Linked DNA regions of Mus musculus: region 1 is linked to region 2. The links are chromatin contacts, called in public promoter capture Hi-C maps. All regions are on one chromosome and are shown on one strand. The core of a region is the stretch at or near the end of the contact, and the rest is flanking DNA. Distances in the headings are between cores, read along the strand shown. Region 1 holds the start of Prkaa2 (protein kinase, AMP-activated, alpha 2 catalytic subunit). Region 2 holds the start of Tctex1d1 (Tctex1 domain containing 1).

Region 1 (7,353 bases), core at 3,386-5,885, 2.1 Mb before region 2:
TAATAGTGGGGCCCAGCAGCTCACGTCATGTCTGTCAGGAAGCAGAGAGAATGCCCGTGGCTGCTGGCTCTTTCTTCTTTCCTCCTTTTATTCTACCTGGGCGTTAGCCTATGAGATGGTGTTACTCTATTCAGGATATGTCATCCCCTTGTTTGGTGTTTCTGTCCACAGCTGGGTGGTGGTGGTGCATGCCTTGAATCCTAGTACTTGGGAGGCAGAGGTGGGCACATCTCTGAGTTTGAGGCCAGCTTGGTCTTCAAAATGAATTCCGGGATAGTTTGGGCTACATAGAAAAACCCTGTCTTAAAACAAATAAACAAACACCCACAAAAAACCCCCACCTCAAACAACAACAAAAAAGGAAGAAAAAGAAAAAAGTAAAAGAAAGAAAGAAATGCTCCTGTCAACACCTTCACAGACACACTGAGAAACACTTTCTAACACAATCAATCAATCACACTGATAACCAGGCATAACTATCCTAAGTTGGTATAAAATGAAACTGTGCCCTCCTCTCTATTTTTGAACAAAAATTTCTAGGAGGATATATTAAATTCCATTAGGCCCTACACAAAGCAAACGGGCTATGAAAATGTCAATTTCATATGTATTAAAACCTATTAATACATTACTGGACATTTATACTCGAATAGGCTTGACAATTACTGGAGTACTAGCATGAAATATGAGCAGTGAGGCCCATAAAGAGAAACAGAGTAAACCCCTTGATCAAAGTCGGAGAGTGCATCTCTCCAACATCCAAGTAAAAACTTGGGTGCAATCAAAGGACAGATGTGCAGCTCAGTCTTCATGTGGATCCCCAACAACTGGAGCGGGGGCTGTCCCTAAAGCTGTTGCTTGTCTGTCTGTGGAATATGCTGCCCCAATGGCCCCTTGTCTGCCTCTGGTGGGAGAGGGTGCACCTAGCCCTGCAGAGACCTGATGTGCCAGGGTGGGGAGATACCCAGAGGGGGCCTCCACCCTCTCAGAGGAGAAGGGGAGGGAGGGTGGGGGAGGGAACTATGTGTGTAGGGGCGACCAGGAAGAGGACAGTAATCAGGATGCAAAGTGGATAAATTAATTAATTAAAACCAACCCCCCCCCCAAAAAAAAACCCTGGGTGCAGTAGTGAGCACCTATAATTCCAGTACTGGTTGGATAGTTAATTTATTTTTTACAATGTCCTGAACTTGGAGATACCTTGCTGTATATATTTGATGACACGAATGCAATCTAATATAGTCTAGTATTACGTTTCTCAACCTGTGGGTCACGACCCCTTGAGGGAGGGGTTGAATGACTTTTTCACAGGAGTCATTTAAGACCATTGTAAAACACAGATATTTACATTATGATTCATAACAGCAGAAAGATTACAGTAATGAGGAAGCAACAAAAATAAGTTTATGGTCGGGGGTTACCACGACATGAGGGACTGTATAAAGGGCCCCAGCATTAGGAAGGTTGAGAACCACTGGTCTAGGAGTATTCCAGTTATCCATTCAGGTCCTGCTTTAGAATATTTGGAGGAAAAAAAATGGCAACGGTCTAATTGTTGAGAACTAAAGCAGTAACAGCTAAATCAGTGGTCAGAACAGCTAGACCCGTGGTCAGAACCTAGGCTATGAATCTAAGTCACAGCAGCACTGGAACACCACTGCAAACTAATAAAATAGGATAGAGTGCATTACAATGTTCTCAGGTGAGTATCCTAGGGGCACAAGGAGATCCAGCCATTTAGTACAGAATTCTGCATTGCTGAGAAGGGTGAGGCAGCCTCAGATTTACACATGAAGTACACAGGGCACCCGAAGAGTGTATTACCACTAAAGACCTTCCCATCTCCACACCCAGCTAACATTCTACTTCCCACTAAAGAAAGCACCAACAGGATTGAACACTGCTCTGCTCTAGAAATAAAAGTGTCTGAAGGGGTCTCTGGCAATGAACATACTGGAACTCTCTCAGAGCATCATGGGATTCCAGCTGTAATGAACTGGAAGGAAGAGGGCAGGTTGGAACTGGATCTGAGTCTGGCTGGCTTTGACTTTAGCTTTATAGCCTTGGGGGAAAAATAACAGAGGGAAAATCGAGCTTTATCATCTATAAAACGGGGACAATAATGTTCCTTGATGACAAATAGCTGAGACTAAATGAACTTCTTAATCAAGAAAGTATTGCTTATGCTTAGCATAAAACTATAAGGTTAGTGTAATAACAATGAAACTTTAATTGCCAGTGAGTCGACAATTCAACATGCTTTAAGATCTCAGTTTATAGCTTTTCTTCGTGTAGCTTCACAATTTAAAGACTCCTCAACATCATTTATTAGATTATTAGGACAACACAGACTCTCAGCAGAAGAGCTATCTCAGCTTCCTCATCTGAAGGACTAGCAAAGGAATGGTCTTTAACCAAATAAAAGTTCAGCCTTAAAAATAGCCCGGGGAAGCTTTCTCAAATTTGCCATCGAGGTTGGGACTCATAAGTGAGATCTTCTTGTCAGCAGGAAAGGTGATCTGCAGGATGAACAAAAATAGCCCATGTCCGACAGCTGTGATGTCTATAATTTATACGCCGAGATCATCTCTCATCAGATCGCCATGGTGGACACACCAGTTGGTCAGCTGTATGTTTACTAGGTCTCAGGAAACAAGTTGTGTCATACCCAGTTCCCGGTTCACTCTTTACATACAAACAGCGTGACTTGAGGCTTCACGTTCGAGGCATGTGACTATGAAACTCTATCGGCATGCACAGTGTCACAGATGTTTGACTAACCTTTAATAATTTATCCCCAAACAGCAAATAATCCCTTTTCTTTGTGTTTCTAAATTATTTTTTTATGGGAAAAGCTGCAAGTATTTATGTTTTTTTTTTTTTAAGTATTTATGTTTTGAAGCACGTTTGTATGAGTGCAGGGAACTGCTAAATGGAAGTCACATGAGTCTTCATATTTCTGTATAGGAAGCAAATAATCTTCAGCTATGGCAAGGTCGGCTAACATTAAGTAAAGGGAGGGGAAGAGTGAGGGGAGCCGGGAGGAAGAGATTGCTTGCTCATAAGTGATTTGCCCACTGGTAACACTCTGGGCATGCTTTGGATTCCCTTTTATTATTATTATTATTATTTTTTACTTCCATCCTCAATACACTCATTTCTTTAATGTGTTTTTACATCATTTTGTTTCCCACAATTCTTTGATCCCTTCTGTGTTTTGTCTATGTTCTACATTTACCTGCACATGTAAATTATTTCCTATTTCTTTTAGTATTTCTCCCTTGTCCCGTATATAATGCATATCTACACACATGTATGCAAGTGCTGAAATATACTTAGGGCTGTGTCTATGATTTATTGGGAAATTTTGTTCAAATGAGTTAGAATTGAGAGTCCTGAAGAGAATGTCTTTTATCTCTATAACACGATTGTCTATATAACTGAATGAAGAAAAGAAATAAAAGGAGACCATAACTGCTCCTGGGTATGGTGGATGTGCTGGCTTGTCATATGGCAACTTGACACAAGGTCATCTGAAAGGAGGGAACCTCAACTGAGAAAATCCAGCTGTAAGGCTTAATTAGTGATTGGTGGGGAAGGGCCCATTGCGGGTGGTTCCATCCTTGCGCTGGTGGTCCTGGGGTCTGTAGGAAAACAGGCTGGACCAGCCCTGATGAGCCAACCAGTATGCAGCAACCCCTCCCCAACCCCCCATGGCCTCCGCATCAGCTCTTGCCTCCAGGTTCCATGCATTGAGTTCCTGTCCTGACTTCCTTCAATGATGAACAGTGCGGTGGAGGTGTAAAAAATAAACCCTGCCCTCCCCAACTTGCTTTCTGGTTATGGTGTTTTATCGCAACAATAAAAGCTTTAACTAACACAATGAGGAAGGCCTGTTATAGATAAAATGAACATACAGGCAGAAGCAGAGGCAGAGACACATGGTCAGACTCAGCAGGGCCATGTGAGGAGAGAGAGGGAGGGAGAGCAAGAGAGGAGCCAAGCCTAAGAGGGGTGGGTGGCCTGGGCTAAGAAACTGGCACAGCCAAAATGGCTGAATTATCTAGGGATCAGAGGACCTGAGGGAAGGGGCAGCTCAGTCCCCGGGCTGGAGAGTTCAGGGTAGGGGTCAGGGTATGCCAGGCAGGAGGACCCTATACCAGGTGGGGACTAAGGGATGCTGAGAGAACCAGCGTCACGTCACCTTTGCTATGTTAATGCTAGGCGTCTCCGTTGGCAGTTTGTCTGGGGGTTGAGACCTAACAATAACACGACCAGGAACTACAAAACAATGGGACGCCATCTGAAGAGGGTACGGACTAGAACGTTCCCAGACAAACAAACCTTGGCTAGGGGGAGCGTGCCAGGGGCTAGGGGCGGGCCGCCCTCTCCAGCGCCTTGCCCTCTGGTCCCGAGGCATGGCTCACGGTCTACACCCCGTCACCCCCACTTCTCCTCAGATTCTCCTTCCATCTCGGTCGCGCTCAGATTCATCCCTTCCATCTTCACCGCCCTGGGCTTTTCTCGGGACGCCTCGGCTCTGCTCCCCCAGCCTGCGTCCACACGCGCCGGGCTGCGCTCTCCCCACCGCGCCCCGGGCGTCCCCGTCCCGCCCCCCGGGCCCGCTGCACTGTGGGTAGGCGGCGGCGGCGGCGGTGGCGGCGGTAGCGGCGGCGGCAGCGGTAGCGGCGGCGGCGCTCAGAGCCCGCGGCAGGGGGAGCCCGTGCGCCGAACATGGCTGAGAAGCAGAAGCACGACGGGCGGGTGAAGATCGGACACTACGTCCTGGGGGACACCCTGGGCGTCGGCACCTTCGGCAAAGTGAAGAGTGAGTGCAGCGGCGCGGGCGGGCGGGCAGGCGCGAGCGAGGCCGGGTGGCAGGTGGAGCGCTCGCGGGCGAGCCCGGGGCACAAGCACCTGGAGCCGCAGCCCGGGCGTGGGTCCGGGGGGACCAGCGGTTATGGGGTGTGCCTTGGCGGGGGGTGCCTCCGAGCGCCCTGTCTTTTCTCTATGCCTCAGCTCGCTTGTCTGCAGAATTGGGCGATTGGCCCAGTCCGAAGGGCCCCGAAGCGTGGGGAGGATGGGGGAGTCACGGCGCCCGCCGCGAATTGGGAGGGGGTCTCCCACTGGTGCCAAGTGCTCTGCGTGGAGCCTCATCTGTGGTCACACTTAATCCTTAACGTGGCACCGGCCGGGTGCGGTCCTCACCTTAAAGGTGAGAGAACTCGAGCTCCAAGGCTTCAGAGACACGCCCAAGGTCACAGAGAATTGGCAGATTCAGGGTGAGGTCTAAGATGTCCTCCAATTTTGGCCTTGCTGATGAGGTCCCTGCCTTTCCCAGATTCTTCCCTGTCCCAGTCCTTTGATGGTGGAGTTGACCAGGGGCATGCCCATAGCAGAGAGGTGCCAAGTCCCTCTGCTGGGTGTGTGAAAACGCTGGAATGCAGCGGGTTGGACAGAGAATTTAGGAGAACCCCTAGCTCTGTAGGTTGATTGGTTCAAGGAAGGATTCTGTGGTCAGGGTCTGGGAGAAAATGTTGCTTGGTGATCGACTTTGGGTCCCCAAGAGGTCAGACTTGCTTAGGCAAGGGGTATGTTTGTTGGTGAAGGGACTGCTTTGGGGGTTTTGGAAAAAAACTGGTTGCTTTTGAAATGTCACACTGCACTAAACTAGTTAAGTATTAAACTTTGCTTTGCTTTCTTATTAGTTAATAAGAGTCACATGGGGTTTGATTACCCGTCCTTTTAACAGAACTACAGCTCTTGTTAAAAAAAATACTTGGTAGCAAGTTGGGAATTAAAAGTGAAACATTAGCCTTTTGTTGTTGTTGAATAAATATCGGGTAAGCAGTCTGGGGATTTTATGCTGAGGCTTATTTTCTACATTTTAACCTCCAGTGAAGGTTTGAATAGAAGGGAGAGACTCCTCATTCCTGCGAGGATTAACTCCTCTTGGTGTATCTAATACCGGTTTGTACAACTAGAAAACACTGAATGCTCTCACCACATGCGGGGAACTGTTCTGGGCAACGGAGTTCTAGGAAAGAGCAAAACCTGAGCTCTCCTGGGACTTACTCGCTATGAGGGAAAGACAATCAGAATACATGTGAAAAGTATATGGCCCCCTCCTATTGAGAAAGGAGAACAGGGGAAGGAAGGATGGAGCCTTTTGTGAGGTTGGCAGATTATATTAAGGTGCCACGTGGCCTCACGGAGTGGGTATTTTTGTAAAGACCTAAAATGTTTGTAAAATTCTTTGAAGTCTTGTGAAGTTGGGATCTTGTAAGAGTTGTGGATAGTTGGGAGATGATAATGATAGAGATTAGATAATGATGTTGCCACCATCTTTGCAGAGAACTGCTTTGCTGTGGCATTGCAAAGTTATGCAAACGGCTGCTTTGCCATTTAGGGTAAGTTATATAACTTAGCCTATATGCTTTCATGTTCTGCTAAGTGCTTTTGTTTGCGCTTGCTTTTTTTTTTTTCCTCTTGATGTAGAGTGGAATACCCGATCTGATTTCTCAGGCCATTGTCAAGGGATAGTTCGAAAATATTTGGTTATAGTCTCTGTCTGCTTCTAAGCGCCAGCTTCCTAAAATATAAATGGAGCAGAAGGGACCTTTGGCTTATGAGAAAAATCTTTTTCCTGGAGAACCCTGCTGGAACGAGCTGTTTGGATTTCTCCTGACCATTTTATCTTCCCTAAAGAGATATTCCCTATGTGGTGTGATAGTTACTATTAATTGTCAAATGCACACAAGGAAGAAACACCTAGGAAGGGAAGCTTAATGAAGAATTATTTAGATCCAGTTAGCTTCTGCGCATGCTCAAGTGGGAAGCCCTCCCCCATTCTGGGCAGTACTGTTCCCTGAGTTTGGGTCCTGCGCTCTGTTAAGTATAGAGGGATGGGCGAGCATGATGAGCAGGCCTGCCTGCATGTGTTCTCTCTCTCTGCTGGTGACCGAGGATGTGCTTCACGTTCCTGCCTTGACTTCCCTCAAACGGACTGTAGCCTGGAAACTGAATTAAAATAAACCCTTTCTTCCCTAAGTCACTTTTAGTTGGGGTGTTTTATGACAGAAATTAAGCTAGGTCAAGTGGGTTTGTAATCAATACAGCTGTAGTTGTTAAGTCAAGGGGCTGGTGAAACAAAGTATATGCGTATTAAGAATACATTTTAGGGCTGGAGAGATGGCCCAGTGGTTAAGAGCACAAACTGCTCTTCCAGAGGTCCTGAGTTCAATTCCCAGCAACCACATGGTGGCTCACAACCATGTAATGGGATCTGTTGCCCTCTTTTGGTGTGTCTGAAGACAGCTACAGCTCATATACATAAAACAAGTAAATCCTAAA
Region 2 (7,021 bases), core at 2,548-5,047:
CTCACATCCATCTGGCTTACCCCAGTTCTTACACTTGTGTAGCAAGGGCTTTACCTGCTGGGCTTCTCCCAAGCCTCTAGTGTCTTTTTCTTTGCACGGTAATCATGTAAATACTGTATGCTCTTTGTAAAACATGCAAAACACATGGAAAGGTGCAGAGTAAAATTACCTTACTAACCAGAGTGCTTAGGTAATGACTGTTAGTATTAAAAGAAGGTTTTCAGATATTTGATTTTACATTCATAATCCTATTTTGCTTGACACTGCATCTTAGTCAGAGTTAAAATATTAGCTTAATATACAAACATTTTGCATTTCCCTTAACCATTTCTTCTCCAGACCATTTAAATTGCTCCCAGTATGTCACTATTATCAGGGAACTTTGAATTAACATGTGGTAGGCATTGTCAGTTTCTTTCCAGTGTTGCTCATCTCCTTTCTTGGTAACAGAGCCCTAAATGGTGGGAACATTTCTGACTAAAAGAACGGCAAATTCTTGGTCCCTTTTTGTGCAGCTGAAGTTCTGTGGCTTACAAACCAGTGTGATGCAGCCAGCACTGACTGGGTAGGAATTTGAGAACGATTTCTCAGAACAAAACAACACAAGAAAACCCCAAACCGACAAACGTAAGTTAACCAGTAGGAGCTGGTCTTCAGTTTCCTCCATGACTAAAATGAGTGACGGAGGAGGGCAGGATCCCAGAGGCTGCTTGATTCCTAGACTGGATAAGAACAGCAGTGGCCTAGGTCTCTGAACTGCCCTTCTTTTATGTAGGAAAAAAATTCCATTTGGCTTAGGAGACTGTTTTGTATTTGTTTTAAAATGGTATTACCAGGAACATTAGATGTTACTGATAGACACTGTTGAAACAGACTCCACTAGAAGATCAGTGGGGTCAGCTGTGTGAAGGGAGCTTGCTGTCAGTTTTGTTGGGGGAGATGAGGCCTAGCGAAGACCCTAGCTGCTTTACTAGAAGCCTGGCTGCCTTGATCACAGAGAGGAAAATGCCTGGGTAACCTCTTGCTTTCTTTTTGCCTTTTCAAGGCTGACCATGTCTCCAGTGGACTACAACTTCAGGAAGCTTTTTTTTTTTAAAGTTTAACTTTATAATTTTTAAAGTGGTGTTTGTGTATGTATGTATGTGTGTGTGCATGTCCTCAGGTGACCATGGAAGCCGGAGACATTGGGTCCCACTAAAACGGCAGTGGAAGGTGGCTGTGAGCTGATGTGGGTGCTGGGAACTGAGTTTGGCTCTTCTGGCAGACCAGTGCGTGCTCCATTTCTCCAGCCTGATTCTTTTTTACTTTTGAGCTTCGTGTTTATGTTTGTTTCTTTTCCAGATTGAAGACTGTAGTGTGTTGAATGAGAATGTTGCTCAGAGGCATTCGAACCTCTGGCCCCCAGCTGGTGGCAGTGTTAGGGGGAGGTTGAGGAGGTCTGGCCTTTGGTGGAGGAGGCCTGTCACTGCTGATGGGACTTTGAGAGCTAAGGCCATACTCACACGTTGTTCTCTCTGCTCTGTGCCTGTGCTCCATGACGTAAGCTTTCAGCACCCTGCTCCAGCCGCTGTGCCTGCTGCTTGCTCCCATGTGTCTGTGCCATGATGGATAGTTACCCCTCTGGAACCACAAACTCAGATAAACCTGCCCTTCTATAAGATCAAGGTGTTTTAGCACAGCAACAGAAAAGGAAATAACTCAAGGATAGGAGGTAGGGCTTCCCTGAGGCTAAGCAAGCCCCTTACTCATCCTAAAGAGCCAAGGTCTGATAGTTATAGGTTAGCATGTGAGAGACTGGACATGGAGAGCTGGAAGAGAATATGGAGCCAGGCAGTGGTGGCACATGCCTTTAATCCTAGCACTTGGGAGGCAGAGGCAGGAGGATTTTTGAGTTCAAGGCCAGTCTGGTCTACAGAGTGAGTTCCAGGACAGCCAGGGCTATGCAGAGAAACCCAGAAAAAAAAAAGAAAAGAAAGAGAATACAGAAAATTTAAAATATATTCCTCACTTGAGTGATGGGTGACTTAAGAGGTATTAACAGTGGTTGCAGCATGAGCAAGAAACATGGAAGTATAATATGGGCTAGTTATATTTTCCTTTTACTTTTATTTTCTGTGTTATTTTTATTTTTGGTAGCTGGATCTTTAGTCTACAGGTATGTCTGTGTGAGTCATGCGAACTCTTGGTGCCCACAGAGGCCAGAAGAGGGTGTCAGATCACTTGGGGCTGTGAGCTGCCTTATAGGTGCTGGGAAGCAAACCCTGGTTCTTTGAAAGAGCAGCCAGTGTTTCTTGCACTGAGTTATCCCTCTAGCCCCTTGGTACAGTTTTTAGAAATTGAGGAGTTCCTATATTTTAAAAGCATGGGCTTATCAATGAAGTCCAGAACACTGGCTTACACAAAGAGGCTCGAGGCATTTGTATTGCTAAAGACAAGCACGTGATCTGCTTATTAAATGCATTTAAGCTTTCAACTGCAGGCATAAATACAATAAACATATTGGCTACATGTCCCAACACTACAAGTGGATGAAGTCCAGTTCTGTGATCCAACCTGCCGAGCTAATCCTTTCCGACACCTAGTCTCATTGCCTAGAGAATGCTGCAGTCAATCTTATCTTAATTAATTGAGACAGTGTCTTGCTGTGCAGTGCTGACTGGCTTGGGGTTTGCTCGGTAGACGAGGCTGGCCTCCAACTCTCTGTGATCCTCCCCACCTTTGTTCCTCAAGTACTGGCATCAGGCATGTGCTGAGAATCTGATCTAAAAACTGGTGTAAGCATTCAACAAACACATTCACAGTAGGGGAAAAGAGAAAAGAGAAGTATATCTTATATAAAGGTATTTTAAAATCAAAATATGTATAGTTTCATGTAAAAATCCAGGCTGTGCTTGGAAGTACATGAGCTACTTTTGAGGACAGAATTGTATTCAGGTTTCTTGAAATAAGAGTTACTGTTGAGAACAAACATAAATTCCTGGGCTTTGTAACTGGTGGCCACCCATGTCCATAAGAGGGCCTTCAGGAAGGATGGGGAAGCGCGTCATTAAAGTCATGTGCTGCCCTCTAGTGGATAGATAGACATTGCAGTGCACAGAGAAAAGAAGGCTATAGGTTCTGTGGGTTTTTTTGTTTTTGTTTTTTTTTAATTTTTAAAAAAGCTTTTAAACAAAAATTTATGGCCTATGATGTGTCAGAGTCCAGAGTGATGGTCACACAAAAGATGCATTTAAAATTAAATATGCTCCTGGAATATGATATATAGAGAAAGATACAATATACAGAGACTTGCTTAACTGGGGACTAAGACTATCTATGGATTTTTTTTCCCCTTCTGATTATGTTTAAAACCTAAAGCATGCCAGCTCATTTCCTAGCAGTAAATGGTGCGTCTTTGTGGAAGTCATGCAGTTTCATGATATCTTATCCCAATTGGCCTATCTTTTTAGAAGGCTATAGTGGAAACAGAAGTTGAAAACCTTCACAAATTAAAGAAATGAGAAAACAGTAGAAGGTATCGTCTTGTGGGAAGCTTTTTTTTTTTCCCCAAGAGTAAGGGTGTTTTTCGAAGGACACAGAATATACCTACCTCCCATGAACAGTCAAGCCCTGGACTGACAGATGTAAAACCTAGCACAGGAGACTGGCAGAACAATCATAGGTGTGGGTAAAAGCGCAGGGCCAGCTCTTGACGTGGTGGGCTACTGTTCATCTGAGAGGAACGGAACTGATGGTCAAGGCCAGACGATAGACATCTCCTGCAGGGCCTGAAGGAGGCATGGTTTCAAAGCCACACTGCAATCAGGAGAGGTGATGCTGGATGTGTTTGAGGCCTGGCTATGTCACATGACTGTGACGTCATTAACGAGGGGTGTGGCCAGCCCTGCCATATTTCCAGTGCAGAGGAAACCCTTACTCTCCTCCTTGTTCTTCCTTCCTTCTTCTCCCTTCCTTTCGTTTTTGGAATAGATGCAAATGGACTTTTTCAATAAGAAAGCTAAAATAAAGCTTGCTTTGTACCAAACACTTGAATAAACACTTTTCCTAGGTTGTAAATTCATCTTACAAGTCACTCCGGACTTACTATATAATGGACTTGTAAGCAGAATTTATTTTAGAGCAAAAAAGACTTAATTACTTAAGAATTCACATAATGCAATAATAACTGCTCACTCACTGATCAAAATAGTCCATGAAGGACAGTTTTGTGCGCAGGTGCTGTTCTGTCTTTGAGATGTCATACTAGGAGATATGAAAGGAATTAAGCTGTCTGCCTCTACAGAACTTAATGTTTTATTTTTATTTTATTTATTTATATATTATTAATGTCCAGATGATGTGTGCACTAAACAGCTGGATCTATTTTTATTCTCACTGCCCTCAGCAATGTTTGCTATTCTGTCTGCCAGCATTTTGCTATCAGCACGGGTGTAGAAGACACCTTGCTCTAAGTTACGCATCTCTGGTTTTCCAGTGTGCTTGTGTAGCTCTTCTTACTCTGCTTGGCCTTTAGACTCCCCTTGTGGGCACTGCCATCTCCTCTGACTCTATTTAAAACTGGCTTCCCCTTTTATTGTTAACATGCAACGCTATACCTGTGGATAGATATTCTAGCAGTTCTCTAACTATATTATTATATACGTTGTGAAAATACTTCATTTTGTTGATGTTCTACTTACCAAAAAAGTTTTAGTTTTCTTTTGTGGTTTATGTTTTCGTGTTGGGATTCGTAGTGTGTAATTACGACCCCAACGCTTGGGAGGCTGAGGTGGAGGCGTATGGATTCAAGATTCAAGGAGAGGATGGGGCGGTGGCAGCAGTGCTGGTGGTCTGTAGTGCGTGGGGGCGGGGCTTCCTTACTCGCAGTCCAGACAGGCTCTCCTATGCTTTTTTCTACCTGCTTTACGCTTTCCAGCTTCCCATTCTCTGCCTTCCTTCTGGACTATGCCTGTGTAAATGGTACCAGGTACCAGACCTGCTTCCTCTCTAAAACCATCTGTCAGACACAAGAACTAAAAGCCCTCAAAAATCCAAGGCTATAGTGGCTCTTTTCTCAGAGCTAAGGGGGCAGTTGTGAGGATTACTGAAAATTCCAGGCCAGTCTGATCAACATATTGAGTTACAAGCTAGCTTGTCTTAAACAAACAAACAAACAACAAACAACAAACAAAAACAAAAACCCCCATCATTTCCCCATTTATGGAAATAACTTTAGGTAAAATAGAATTTCCTCTATTCAATATATATATTTTGTCTGAGAAGCACATCGAGGCTGTCACATTTTCCTGTGGTTTCACTTGGAAAGTGACATTTTATCTTCTCCAAGTCTCTCTCTCACTCTCTCTGTCTCTCTGTCTCTGTCTCTCTGTCTCTCTCTCTTTCTGGGACTACGCTGCATTTCAGCTCGATGCAAACTTCAGTATAACACATGCTATCCCTTTGGTATTCTGTCTCCTAGCCTTTCCCATCAGGGATCCAAAGAAAGGATAGCCCAACCTAATTTCTGATGCACAGGCTCATGGCTTGGAATCCTGGAATAAATTAGTCCATGTCAATTTACTTGGCCCTGCTTGTTTACCTGAGCAGGTTTGCAGGTTTGCACAAAGTTCACGAGGGTTGCATTTTCCATCATTCACTGAAATACCCAGTGGACTGTGAAGGAGTTCCCAAGTAGCTCTCAGTTTGCTGGAACAGCAGTGATCTCTACGCTAGACCCCTCTGGTATTCTGCACGCCTAATACATGACACAGTAGCTGACGGGTACTAGAGGCTCCCTGGATCTTGAGTAAATAACACAGGGAAGTCAACATAGTGTGGCTGACCTGCTGTGCTGGGTGCCTTCAATACAGTTCTGTGGGGAATGGTGGGGTCCACACATGGTTTTTGTTCTGTGGCATCGTGAGAACTTTGCTTTGAGGCAAAAGAAAGACCGTTTAGTCTTTGTTCTTTGCCCAAACCCACAGTAGAGCTGCTAGCTTTGGAGCTAATATGTCCAGATAGCTTGCCGCATTAGCTGGAGAAAGTGACTCAACCTTGTGCCTTCTGTTTCCATTTTAAGGACCAGTGATGACAGCATCTGTGCAAATGCTGTTCAATGTCTACCTGAGGGTGAGGTTCCAGCAAGTAAACCATCAGCATGAATGCCTGCCTGGACTCATGCGTGAAAAACACAAGATCTCAGTGAACAAGGGAGCCATGTGCAAATTACACACGGATTTGCCACTTTCTGTGCAATGAAAATATGCAGGTAATAAAAGACTTCTTTCTATTTGCTATCTTGGTGGTTTTAACATCTCAACCTGCTTGAGCTGCTGTTTCTTTATTTGGAAATGGGGATGATGCCTGCACCTGTTTAGTAGAGAAGATGTTGACCAACATTTCTGGAAGAGGTCCAAGAGTGGGACTTTGGGGTTTGCCTGCCCTATGCTTTCTGTTGCTGCTGTGGGTAGACGCTGCTGCTGCTGCGATCGCAAAGCCGCTGGAGACACTGCATTGAGCAGGCAGGCCATGCTCTACAATCCATAATTTATGGACAGTGAAATTTGGATTTCTATCAATATTTGCATGCCACAAAACTGTACTCTTTTAAATTTTGTTTTCAGCTATGAAATAACCGCTCCTAGCTGGGAAACCATAGCCATCCGTGTTCCAGACTAGACTTGGTGCTTGGTCATGGCTTGCCAGACCCTGTTATTGGAAACTTCCTGGAAGCAGAGCTGAGACTGATGCTAAAACCTCAGCGAATGTTACCACCTCTCTTCTAATAAATTGTTTAGGTGAAAAGTCAAGTTCAGATTTCCCAGTGGGGTAGATAAAAACAGAGAGTGGAAAGTCATGTACCCAGATGTGTGTCTTAGGATAAGGGGGCCTAGCTTAAGAGGTTTTATTTTGCTGCTGGGTACAGTGGGGTCCTTCTTGATCCAAGCTACACAAAATAACTAACGACTTTATGACCAGCCTGAGCAGCAAAAATACAGCCTTAAAGAGATGCTTCCTTTTTCTTTCAGAAAACATTAAAAAT

Evidence for each region. Promoter capture Hi-C pulls out the DNA fragments that hold promoters and counts their contacts.
Region 1: a promoter capture Hi-C map of hippocampal neurons shows a contact between it and region 2, with 2.1 times the contacts expected there. The contact joins the promoter of Prkaa2 here to the promoter of Tctex1d1 in region 2. A contact is called at or near these places in 1 of 39 promoter capture datasets (hippocampal neurons) and 1 of 9 other capture datasets (embryonic stem cells).

What each region holds. Positions count from the first base shown.
Region 1 is chr4:105,107,180-105,114,532 of GRCm38.p6, reverse strand. Prkaa2 (protein kinase, AMP-activated, alpha 2 catalytic subunit) reads left to right here and starts at 4,635. Exons shown (of 9, transcript NM_178143.2): 1 at 4,635-4,828. The coding sequence starts at 4,735. Gm36893 (a long non-coding RNA gene) reads right to left here and starts at 4,635. Exons shown (of 2, transcript XR_376484.4): 1 at 4,345-4,635; 2 at 2,211-2,519.
Region 2 is chr4:102,983,155-102,990,175 of GRCm38.p6, reverse strand. It overlaps Tctex1d1 (Tctex1 domain containing 1), which reads right to left and starts at 3,797. Exons shown (of 5, transcript NM_001163767.1): 1 at 3,590-3,797; 2 at 1,503-1,620. The coding sequence starts at 1,603. Gm12709 (predicted gene 12709) reads left to right here and starts at 421. Exons shown (of 4, transcript NR_040444.1): 1 at 421-627; 2 at 6,059-6,247.